Regions from separate parts of the Mus musculus genome. Here region 1 is linked to region 2. The links are chromatin contacts, called in public Hi-C maps. All regions are on one chromosome and are shown on one strand. The core of a region is the stretch at or near the end of the contact, and the rest is flanking DNA. Distances in the headings are between cores, read along the strand shown. Region 1 has its middle 18 kb from the start of Gm22421. Region 2 overlaps Gm29865 (a long non-coding RNA gene).

Region 1 (6,580 bases), core at 1,832-4,331, 88 kb after region 2:
CAGTGAGATCACTAAACCCATCACAATAAATGCTCCTATCTCTGGATTATTGCAGGAGCAACAGCAAAAATGGTGGGATCTGCCCTGGTTTCTGATGCAGCCATGTCAGACAGCAGAGCCAAAGACTACTCTCCCATAAGGAAGCAGTTCTGAAAGGCCAGTGGGAGGAGGCTGTCTGGAATACTTGAGCCCTGATCAGATAAAGACAAGCACACTCAAGCCCTTTTCAGTGAGGTGATGACCAAGAGGCATGCCTATTCTTATGGGCATGGGACAAAAGGACAAAGGGGACTCACACACTCAAAGATAGAAGGGACATTAAAACTGATAGGAGCCTGGTATAGCTGTCCACCTGAGAGATTCTGGGAGAACTGGACCAATACAGATGTGGATGTACACAGCCAAACATTGGTCTGAGCAAGGGGACCCCAATGGTAGGTAAGGGTTTGCAACCTCATAGGAAGAACAACAATATCAACCAACTAGACTCTCCAAAGCTCCCAGGGACGAAACCACCAAACAAAGAGTAAACAGGGGGTACTCATGGCTCCAGCTGAATATGTAGCAGAGGCTGGCCTTATCTGGAATCACTGGAAGGGGAGCCCCTTGATCCTGTGGAGGCTCAATGACTCAGGATAGGGGAATGCTAGGCTGTTGAAGCAGGAATGGGAGGGCTGATGGGGGAGCACTCTCATAGATACAGGGGGAGAGGTGATGGATGAGGTTCTTGTGGAGGGGAAACTGGGAAGGCAGATAACATTTGAAATGTAAATAAATAAAATAACTAATAAAAAGTGTCATCCTTTGTAAAAATAATTCTACATTAAAAGCCACATTCTTAGGAATATTCAGAGCTATCTCTAGGAGGAAGTCTTTATGCAGAAAGGGAAAACTGAAGGTAAGTCTCAGACCCTCTGGGTCCCTTTGTCTACGTGGACAGGCCTCTGAGTGCAGATGGGCAAGGAGTTGGTGGGAATAACAGACAGACGCACACAGGAGGTTGTGTAGAATCTGAATCTATTTTGTCAGGTCGAGCATCAAACTTTTTATACAGCAGAATAGCAAGAAACCAGATGAGATGCAATCCACCAAGTTACAGTGACAATACAAAAGGAATGTATACATCAAAAGAAGGCGGGGACCAGGCTGCTGCCACTAAGAAGGGAGCCAGGTGTAAAGCTAGTCTATTGTTAAGCCCATCACCAGGGGTTCTACTTTAGCAGACCTTCTCATGAATACTGCAATACCAAAAGCCCCCTATTTCCTGGGCCCTGATAATTTCTAGTAACTTAAGTATCTGTGGAGACTCTCCATTTGTCAGAAGAATTCACCAGCTTGCTTCTAATATGCAATGTAGTCTGTACTGAAGATTTCTATCTCAGTGGCTCTTTCATGGTATTCCCTTGTTTGGGTGAGATTTGCTACTGTCCTTAGTAAATACTCTGCAGACCAGCCCTGAGCTGCTGGCTCAGTCTTATGTAATGCTTAATTAGTTACTGAATAGGTAACTTCCTTACTGCATTCCTATTGGATTCCAAGTTCATAGGCTTCAAGCATTTTCTAGGACATTGGAATACTGGTGAAGCCTCTGGCTATGTCAGAATTCAATCTTAAAAGACACTTATAATAAAATAATACTAAAAGAGAGCATGTGGATCCATACACCAGACTAACACGGGGATAGGGTATGAGTATACAGGTTAATGAGAACGCCAAAGCTCCAGGAGGTGAGTTTCTGTGAAACTCTTTGCCTTGTGAGTGCTTCCAGGCCTCTCAGCCTGCCAAGCAAACTTCACTGGAGTGTGCATAGCAAAGGTAGTTATCATTGGTGTTTGCCACCTGCATGCCCTATCTCAGAAAATGAAATAGAAAGTCCCTTTTTTTGCACCTCTAGGATCGAAAGCAATTCATTCCAGCTACCAAGATCATTAGGTCAGTTATTTTTTAGGTCTCTCCATTCCTAGGAATCAGTCTGAAAATACCTTTCTGAGTAAATGAGAATGCTTCCCTGGAAACTTATGAGCCTGAAGGACATTGCAGAAATCCAAGAGGTCACTCAAGCGGAGAATTGGCGGTGGCACAAATGATACTGTGGCTTGTCTTACTCCAGGATGAGTTTGGTCAGACTCCAAGTGTCTTCCACATGCAACTCCTGTATCCACAAGAACTTGTAAGACCAAAGATGTGATTCCTAGCAAAAGCACTGGATTTGGAACCCATCTTGCTGACTTTCCACACATGGCTCTTCCACTAAGAATTTTATGTCAACTTTAGGCAATCTAAGTAAACCTTAAAGAGCAACACATGGAAGCCAGTGGAGGTATGTTTTATAAAATAGAATGTCATAAAAGTTTGGACTAAAAGGTCATTATTAAAAGAGAAAGCCAAACTGAAGTCATCAATGCTGAACACCTCAATATTAAATATACTACCTGTGAAGCAGTATTCTTTTAGTCACAAATATCCATCTCCCTGGGAAATTAAAATGGAGCAGTTCAGAGTAAATTTTGCTCCATGAGCCCTGGAGGTTGAACCATCACTTAAACAGGTTCATTGTAAGCCACTGTAGTCGTGGGTGACTCACATCAAACCACCCCTTCGGGAACACGATGCCGACACTGAAACTACATAGGGGAGAGCAAATAAAACTGTCTTCTCTAGTTTGGGGAAATTGGAGCCTGCCTTAGGGAAACAGTGACTAATTTACAGCTAGTGTTTGGAATGAGATCATCTGTCAAAATAAATGTATCTTTACTTCCTTCTTGAGAGGAAGCAAGCTGTTTTATGATGTTCCTTGGAATCCTTAAAAATACAGAGCAACATTTACATTATTAATGATACGCTTTATTGCTGCAGGCTAACTAGGTCCAAAATTGTCCTTCCATAGATGGAGCTGGAGAGTTACACAGAAGTTTGCATATCGAGCTCTTAGGTCTGCATGTACAGCTAATGTACTTGTGGACCCTGTCACATCCTCTTATTAATGCTTACCTGCAGGGGATCATAGATCTTCAAGGTTAACAAGGTCAAACACAGTGATCGGCAGAGCAGGGGCCAGAGTCGCTCCACTCTCGTTGCGTGGACCATTTGCTTTCTTCTCTGTAAAGAGATGCAGAGTCTACACTTGAAGTTCTTTGGTGACACATATCAGTATATTGTATAGACAATCTACTCTGCTAGAAAATCTCACTACATCTCCTTTCTCTAGGCCACCCCTCAACACCACAGCTTAAGCAGACTTCAGAAGACATATGTATGTAAGGTTCTTAGCTCATGCATACTTGTAAAATTGCAGAGTTGTGAGAAAGGCTGGATGAGGAAATGAACACCTGTGGTACCTGAGATGTGACTGACATTCTAAATGACAGCCCCAGTTAAGGCGCTAAGATCTGAGCTCTGCACCTGTTACTGTAAAACCTTACCTAACAGCACTACCCTCAAATGATCTTATCCTTATGTTTGCCTCAGATTCTTCTTCATGAAATCTCACAGAGAGCAGGGGAAAAGGCTTTATACCTTGAATCTGTTCTCCAGCCATGTGATTTTTTTTTCCTATGTGGTTATAAGCTTACTCTGGTTGAGACATAATTAACGGACTTCCTTAATCTGTATCCCCAGATGCTATTTTAGTCACAAAGTAGGAATGCCTGCAGAAGATCTTTGAAAATAAATTTTGAATATTTCAAGGCCTATAGGCCATGCTCCTGACAGTGCATCAAAAAAATGGGATAGATTAGAGAAACAATTTTCACTCTCTAGTGGAAACAAATGTTCAGGATAAGCTTGTGGATGGTGTTTGGCAGATCTGGATCATTTTGGAAGATACAGAGGAAAATGATGCCGCACGATTATCCCAAATTCAATTTACAATTGATTTAAAAGCTTTTCTCTTTGGTTACTACAATTGTTTAGATTTTGAACCTCCTCCTCTAATTACCATGGTTTCTGGCCTCTTGTTCTCTTCCTTCATTTCTTGCCAAGGAATAAAATCAAACCCTGATGTGATGAGCCTCCTGCATTTTCCCAAACAGGCATTGTCTCTTCAGGAATATAGAGAGTGGACGGCAGCAAAGTAAACAGTGGGCTGGATTTTCATCTCGGAACGTCTCCCCTCTGGAGCTTTCTCTTATGCTTTCCCCCAAATCTCTAGGCTGCATTGCTCATGCTATTCATCTTCCAAGCTAAGTGAGCCCCTGCACCCACTGTTGGTCTGTTTCTTTGCTACACTGAGGTATAGAACGTCTTCACATACCTGTTGCTCTCTGAGACATTAGTTGCTTGACCACGCATGCAATCGACGCACATCTCTTTCTGCTGAAATGTTGGTTGAATCCACGTGTCACAACTATTTGTTGAGTTAAACTGTTGTGTTCATCAGTCCTTACTGCTATTTTTAATCAATTCATCTCCATCCTCAAGTTTTTTTTTTTAAAGGACTTTTGTATTTGGTCTAAACTTCCTGCTTCTACACATGATTCTGATGTGGTATAATCTCTTGGTGTTGGTGATGAATTACTTCTGCTTCATAAGCAGATGTTATAATGTTTAGTCCCTGGGCCCTCAGGTCTGTTGAATGTTTCCCTGTTGGGTGTATGTAAGTTATGCACTTTCTTTATGGTTAGAATTGTAAGTAGTAGCTTCTACCTGGAGCTATACAAATATTTTAGATTTAATTGCCCTGAAGGAACCAGTCTGATATTCAAAAGAGTTTCCCCATTTTATCTAGGAGAAATAAGTTAAGAATATATAGAGAGTTTCTATGGGACTCTCTGCACTATTTGTTTGGTTTATTCATCTTAATTTGGTAAGTAGGTATAAAAATGAGAATAATAACTTAATATGTGAATACTAATTATCTTTCCTGTTCTCAATGTATATATTTGATATTTTCCAGTTGTAACTTATTATTATCCCTGTTTTTCTGATAGTTATAAGATAGAGAAGTCCAGATGGATATGTGGGTTGCTAAGTGGATATAGACATTTTTCACATAAAAATAATCAATGATATGACCACATATTAATAACATCACTAAAATGACTTTCTACACTTGAGTTGGATAAAAGGGCAAAAAATGATTTTTATTGTATAGAGTTAAATGTTATTATAAAAACATAATAAAATAAACAAATATTTTTAAAATGTTAGTTTTTGGGGGGTAAAATGACTTCACACTAACAGGATGCTTCTTCAGCAGTTTGACCTTTTAAGTAACTTTGTAAAGTCATGAGTAACAGAGTTTAAAGGAACTTGAACACTAGTTGTCAGTTCACAGATAAGATGTCACCTCTTGCATGATGGATGTCTCATGCCAAGTTGTTGCAGCCTTCTCTTGACTCAAAGGGCAGCCTGGTTCTATAAATTAGGACGAAACATTAAACTTTGCATGATAGAACGCTTCACTGTTTCACTCACCATGAAACCTTTATGTGACGGGCTATACACCTGTCTGTCAAGGTCACTGCCAATGGCAGGCTTGCTATATACAGAATGTCACTCTTTTCCTGTTCCTTTGTTCAGTGATCATTTGTAGCACAATATGTATTGTGGCTAGTCCTTGGGAACACCCACAAACCAGACATACCCACTGTCCCAGAGAGGCACTGAGTTGCCCAAGTTCAGAAGGTAACAATTGTAGCGGATCATGCCACATTTAACCTAAAGCCTTTCTGGAATTACTGCTTTTAGAGTGTGTCCTACTCAGGACTGTTTATTTCTTCAGCTTCCTCGGTGTTTAGTTTTCTTGTCATCAGTAGACTTTCCCCCACATCACTAGATCATGTGCATCCTTAAAACATTTTTTAAACATCATCACTCTTGAAAGTAATTTTTAGCCTTCCAAATGCTAAATGTGTTGCTCGGTAATATGAAATATTATTGTCGCGTGAAGTCGAAGGTTTGGGGTACGTCAGGTTATACAGACTCGTGTGGTAGTTTGCTGAGGACACGTCATGTTTGGAGAAAGTATAAATAGGACTTATCAGACAGTGAGCGCATGCTTGCATAGCTAGCGATGCAAAGCGTCATTGGTCTTGAGCCTTCATCTGTGCTGATATTCACTTCGTTGAGAAAGGCATGGCAGAGAACTCTTCCTGGTATCCTGACTAGTCCTGGTTGCTCCCGCTGATTTGGCAGAGGACTGGCAGTTTCTGCTTGATCTTGCCACCGCTGCTGACTCCCATTTGATATCCTGACACTACTGAACTGGACTGCTTGTATCCTGACAGATTTTGGAATCACCCCAAGGAACTATTTCTTAACAATTCCACATCCCTTGTCCTATTTACCATCTTTTCTCCACTGCTTTTGGATGTTGAGCTAGAAGGGTGGGGGGGGGGTCAAAGCATTTGAGAGCCCTTATTAAAAGTGATTAAAAAAAAAACCTAAGCCTACAGTCGTGGCATATTACCATGATACTATGTTGAAATGCACCACCAACCATAAAACTCTGGTATAATCACTTTGCTTCATTGTGATTTCAGAATGATTGGTCCTAACATTTTCCAGCCTTATAAATGGCACGTGGCTTGTATTACGAAAAATACATCCCCTTCTGAAACTGGGTCTCCAACATTTAAAT
Region 2 (6,130 bases), core at 1,345-3,844:
CTGTATTTATTCATGTCACACGAAAAGATTCATCTGATATTCAAACAATCTAACCAGAGAAAGATTTCAAGTATAATTTAGCGGAAACTCAGGTCAAATTAGACATGGCCATCCTAACCAGGCCAATGAAAGGAGATTCCCAGTGTCACAGAGTTCACGATAAAAGCTTTTTATTGAGATATGCTCCTTTTTTTGTTTTGGAGACAGAATATTATGAGATATTTAAGTCATTTTAAACAAAACATTTAGGATATAGAATATGAGTGTCATACCAAAGTTAGTGGATGTAGCAAGGATTTAGGAGGCACCAGGGAAACAATGTAACGTCGTCATTATTGCTCTACGGCTATGTTAGAATAAGAAGCAGTTGGAAAACTCATTCATCAAGCAGCTACCCAAGCGTCACTTCATTGAAGTACGTTCCAAAGACACTGAGCAGCGTGCTTCTCACTTGCTCCCAAACCACAGCAGGTTTGTACAAATCCAAAGCCCTCCAAGCGTCCAGTTAATAGTAATTGAATTAGATGATGCATATGACTAAGCCACTGAAGAGCTGTGTGTCTTTGAGTAATTCCCTTAGCCTCTCTGGGCCTCTCCATTGTGGCAGTATTCTGATTTATAGAATTATAAATCTTCTTGGAGTTGTAGAAATCCTGAAAGTCAAAACATGGTCTTTCTTTTCCTCAGGACCAAGAATCCCTTTGCGGTTACGAAGGCTATTTGCCAGCCTATACTGTTGCTGCATTTACGAATACGTTGCCTAGCCTGACCTTGTGAACAGGTAAGTCCTCAAGGAGTGAGCGCTGATATTTGATCCCTGGGATTTACTTTCCTCAGACCTTTCAGAGGATCATCAGACCTGGCTGGAGCATGTGCGGGAGCTTATCTGGCTTTTGGTTTTCTTCAAAGGCAGGTGTCAAGGTGAACAGATGTTTTGCTGTCATTAGGTGTGCCACATCCACAGGATGAAAAAGTGCTCCCCAAGCAGGGATCCAAATCACAGCATTCTCCTGGCTGACTTAGGATCTCAAGGAGCCAAGTCACATTTCTGCATCTGTTTTTTTGCTTCTCGTCAAAAGTGATTGCAACAGGGCTGGTGAGAGCGCTCCATCAGTGAAACAGGAGGATCCAGAGCTCATACAAAAAACCAGCTATGGTTGCCTATGGATGTCATCTAAGAGCTAGGGAGGCAGCATCAGGTGGGCTCCTGGGGCTCTCTGGACAGCTAGCCTAATCTACTTGGCAAGTTCTAGATTCTGTATCAAAACAAAGGTGGAAGGCTCTTGAGATTCCAAGGTTGTCCTCTGGCTTCCATATCATGTATACATTTGTACCTGCACACACATGCTTGCATGTACATACAGCCATACACAAAATAACTGCAATAGATGATTCATTACTAAGTTACCTAGTTTTGACCACCTCTTGGAGAAAGTTAAAGGCTCCATATTTGTATTCAGCCTAAGTATGTGTTTCCTCTTTTGTATTGTTTTGTTTTGTTTCTTTACATATTTATTTATATGTATGTGTGTGCTTGATTTCTCTAAGAGAGTTAGGAAACTAAAGAGTTTCCCCCTCCCTCTTTGTTTCCTTTGTACCTGGAAATGGAGGTAGAAACTATTCTCTCTTCCTCTTCTCTTTTCATCTCTAAAGTCTCATCACTTTTCTGAATAAAGGAGCTTTTGATTCTGCTTTTGACTGACTGATCACTGTCTTTCTTAGTTTGTCATGCAACATATGAAGACAATAAAAGGAGACCCATGCAGGATCTACACACATGCAAGATCTACACACATGAAAGATCTATACATATACAAGATCTTCACACATGCAAGATCTACACATATATAAGATCTTCACTCATGCAAGATCTGTACATATGCAAGATCACACATGCAAGATCTACACATATGAAAGATCTACACATATACAAGATCTTCACACATGCAAGATCTACACATATACAAGATCTGCACACATGCAAGATCTACACACATGAAAGATCTACACATATACAAGATCTTCACACATGCAAGATCTACACATATGCAAGATCTTCACATATACAAGGTCTGCACACATGCAAGATATACACACATGAAAGATCTACACATATGCAAGATCTTCACACGTGCAAGATCTATACAAATGAAAGATCTACACATATACAAGATCTTCACACATGCAAGATCTGTACATATGCAAGATCTGCAAAATGCAAGTTCTACACATATACAAGACCTGCACACATGCAAGATCTACACTTACACTCTTTAGTTTACATGAGATCCTGAGAGACCTCCTGAGGTCACGTCACACACACACACACACACACACACACACACACACACACACACTTCAGACCAGTATCCTTAGTTTTTCCATCAGGCTCCATGAACCTCCAGGCTTCCACCAGAGACTGGAAAAAAATGCTCATGCTAAAAAAAAAAATCATAAATGTCAAAATCTGGTTCCATTTGATAATTGGTGTTGCCAACATTGGTACTTTTTCTCTTCCTCAAATCTGCCCCGTCTGGCTGCCCTCTGGGGTCACTGAAGGAGGACAAAGCTGTGGTTAGTCGTGCTTGCCACTAGAGGGCAATGCTGACCATTAACAGAGTGATTCTAAGGCGCTGGCCTTTGGAATTTGAAGCTCATCTGTACCCTTGACTGAGAGAAAGCAGATGCAGAGCTCATGCTTTGTGTTCTGTACGTGATATAAAGACTGTAGTGCAGATATTGTGAACATGGCTGACAACTGTACTCCAGAATACAACTTAGCATTTGTTTCCCAGTTTTGGATGGTCATCAATTGTGGGGATGTTACATCCTTGCATGCTGTCTCAATATGTTTTAGGAGTCCTGACTGATGGCGCATCTTTACAAATGCTACAATAAGTGTTAGTATATAAGGACCATGGGTACATGCGGAGGAGGGGGTCTGTGTGGTTCCAGTGACTTCAATGAAGTTCTCATACTGTCACATACTCTAAGATCCGAAAATGAACCTTCTTTTCTTACTGTGAGTTACAATTATTTTGTAACCTTAATTTAAATAAACACAGCATCATACAACATTATCTGAGTAGTTTCCTATCTATAAGTACATGGATATATTGGTATCATATTCATTTTGGGTAGCCTTCATATTTTACCTTTTAGGAAACCAACTAACCCAAACAAACAGAGAATACAAAGCCAGCTGTAAAAAGGAAAAAAAAAAATCTACAAAGAAATTCCAGATACAGAATGTCGTGAGGTGAGGGACCAGGCTCTATAACTGGCAACTCTAACTTGCTAATGCCTAGAGATCAGTGGAATTCTCTTGCATTTAAATGCATTCAGTAGAAATATGTGAAAAATTGCTTTCACTAGTTCCCAGGACAAGATGTTGGAATTTGTAAAACACGGTCAGATTGCTTTAATACACACTGTAAAAATAAACTATTTGATAAAAGACACTTTTAAAAATAGTTCCCATGTCTTTGGGGAAAACGCTTTTATTGTGTGTTAAGGACTCCCTGAAAGACAGGAAGCAAAATGTGAGACTGACGGGGGTAAACATGGTGGTAGGGCGACCTCTGAGGAAGGCTGCCCTGAAAGACTGGTAATATTAAAAAAAAACTTTAAAGGAACAAATCTCTCCAACTGAACTTACTAACTGTGATGCGGAAAAAAAGCTGCCGGGTGCAGGAATAAATCAAAGGATGAGTTCTTGATTATTTGAATGTCAACTTGTAAAAGATGAACTCTCTGATGCACACAAGTAAGAAATGATTTCAGATTGCCTCCCCCCGCCCAGAGCACCAATGGCCTACCTCACAAAGAGCCCTGGAAACAAACCAGGAGACATCATCCATGATTGCATAAGAACTGGAGTCATCTCTATTCTCCCGACCACCACTTCTTAAACAAGAAAGACCTGGAGGGGTCCCAGACAACAATAAGTACAATGATCAAGGAGGCTCTATATGAACATCGATTAAAGGAATTGGATGCTTTAGGCTAAACACATAAAAGCAAAAAGGGACTATGATCAAAGTCTTATTGTCAAGTCTACTATGACGTAGAATACAGACCTGTTCATAAAATCATGTAAGGAGTGCGGAGATTGTTGTATTGTATGTTGTATAGCATTTTAGACTATTTCATCATAGACAGGCAGGACATTTAGTGAGTGAATTTTCTTTGATGGTTGTTTTAGGCTGAGCAAATGGGTATTTTCTGGGATTATTAACATTATGGATGGCTGGTAGAACTACAAAGGAAGGGTTTGTAAGGTTTCCTGAACATGAAAAAATTCGGTGTACAGGTTGAGTGGACCTTATCCAAATAGCCTGGGTGAAAATTGGTTTAGATTTGTGGGTGTTCCTTTTACTTAGGGGGATGTATTTGGAATGGGACATATTTAAAATATTCATGTTGGAAATGTAGTTCAAGTTTAAATGTGGTACTCAGTCATGTATAATTTATATCTTTTATTCACATATGTGTGCTTTCATTTATATTTTGCTTATACAGCATTCACAACTGTGTTTTAGGATATGTTAATGTGCCTGAGTTTTGGCTGTGACAGGTCATCTAGGTTGGATATGGATATTTTTCACTTGTGGTACCAGGTCAATCAAATTCTTTGCATTTCACATTTTCAGATTACAGATACTCTGCTTATATTATTTCTTGTAAATCTAAAATATACATGGATCATAGAATGCTTTGATATAAATTTCAAAGGAAACAAGAGAAGGCCCCAATGGAGAGGAAAAAACTTTCCACACTCTAAGGGAAAGAGGTTGCACTTCATTTTCTGCAGTATTTTCTTTATGCTACATGGCTTTTGTATGTTTGTATTGATTATAAACTTGTCTTCATTAGTATGAAATTTTAGCATTTTGTTGTATTTATGGCAATTACATGGGGGTCACTGGAGGTCACATGGTCACTTCTCTGTTTCTGCACACTTGCCTTCAAACCAAGTCAAAAATTATTCTGTGTGCTAATAAGGAAAACAGTGACATTTCTTAAGGGAAAAAACAAAACAAAACAAAACAAAACAAACCTCATTTAGGGCAGCTCTAGTGAAATAAAAGAGTGTGAGATTTTTGAGAAATGGAGTTATGCTAAAGTGCCCTGGAATCTATACTTACCTCAATTAACTACGAACAAACCACAGAAATGGCATATGCCACAGAGAGCCATAAAGCAATTTCTAACTTCATGGCTATGCTGCTGACTGTGATTAATGTAAATGTACTTAGAAGTGTCAGGCGATGCAGATAGTTTCTGTTAGGTATAGTGTCAAGTGTACAATCACCAGCATCAAGGGGGCTCATATTTTTAATTAAAAGGAGGCATTCCTACTTAGATGAGAGCTAGTGGCTCTAGCTTCCTCTCCTGAGTGTGACCGTCAGAGAAAACAGTAGTTTAACTAACAATTTCACAGAAAGCTGTCAGTATGATTGCTTCAATATGAGCTGAGAAAATTTATTTTCCCCTAAAGTACTTCATTTGAGGAAAATAAGAGGGGAAATAAATTCACCAGTCCCACTGTGTTGAGAAACCAAAGAGTATCTTTTCCTTGAGATAATTATGACTTAATTGAAGAAAATTTAATTATATGTATATATACAGAAAATTAATTATGCTTTATACAATAAGCATGACAGAAGTTAGTGAGAGGAGACCAGAGAGCCTCACAGAGCAGGCAGGAATTGAGATGAGAGTGAGCACAGTTTATGCAGGTAAACTGTGGGATTAGAAGTCTTCCATTGGATGAGTGTGGAGGCAATCCCGTGGCAGAGCTGTGTGTTGAGAGAGAACCTTGCTAGAGTGAGGAAGTTCATTCTGGAGGACAGGAGAAAATGAGATCGAAATAGAGATGGAAGAAAGATGAAAGAGTTTAGACTTTATCCCCACGCACAACGGGGCCCTTTGAAGAGCTATTTAATAGGAAGGTGACATAATGGGTAGAGTATTCTTGGGTGATTTGATCTGGTATTGATGCGGCTGATGGGAAGGAGTGAGGGGAGACAGAGTAAAAATACCAGGCATAGTAGACCAAGAGGGAGCCAAGTTATTGTCATTGGAGGTGGATAGGACATTTCAGTGTGGGCCTTACCACAAGGATGAA

The links. A called contact is a pair of places that touch in the nucleus more often than the background predicts.
Region 1: a contact with region 2 is called in a Hi-C map of bone marrow-derived macrophages, with 5 times the contacts expected there. The contact joins two enhancer-like sites. A contact is called at or near these places in 25 of 484 Hi-C or Micro-C datasets (the BV-2 cell line, the C2C12 cell line, the HPC-5 cell line and 15 more) and 2 of 115 datasets of contacts at active chromatin or transcription factors (bone marrow-derived dendritic cells and hepatocytes).

Annotation. Positions count from the first base shown.
Region 1 is chr3:132,061,525-132,068,104 of GRCm38.p6, forward strand. No RefSeq gene overlaps it. Among named protein-coding and RNA genes, the nearest start is that of Gm22421, 18 kb to the right of the region's middle. Within about 2 kb of position 3,082, at least 14 of the 459 cell types and tissues checked have an H3K27ac peak or open chromatin away from gene starts, as enhancers often do. A contact at or near this core is called in bone marrow-derived macrophages, where this site is marked.
Region 2 is chr3:131,973,542-131,979,671 of GRCm38.p6, forward strand. Gm29865 (a long non-coding RNA gene) reads left to right here. Exons shown (of 3, transcript XR_376086.3): 2 at 688-781. Among named protein-coding and RNA genes, the nearest start is that of Gm29949, 31 kb to the right of the region's middle. Within about 2 kb of position 2,595, at least 8 of the 459 cell types and tissues checked have an H3K27ac peak or open chromatin away from gene starts, as enhancers often do. A contact at or near this core is called in bone marrow-derived macrophages, where this site is marked.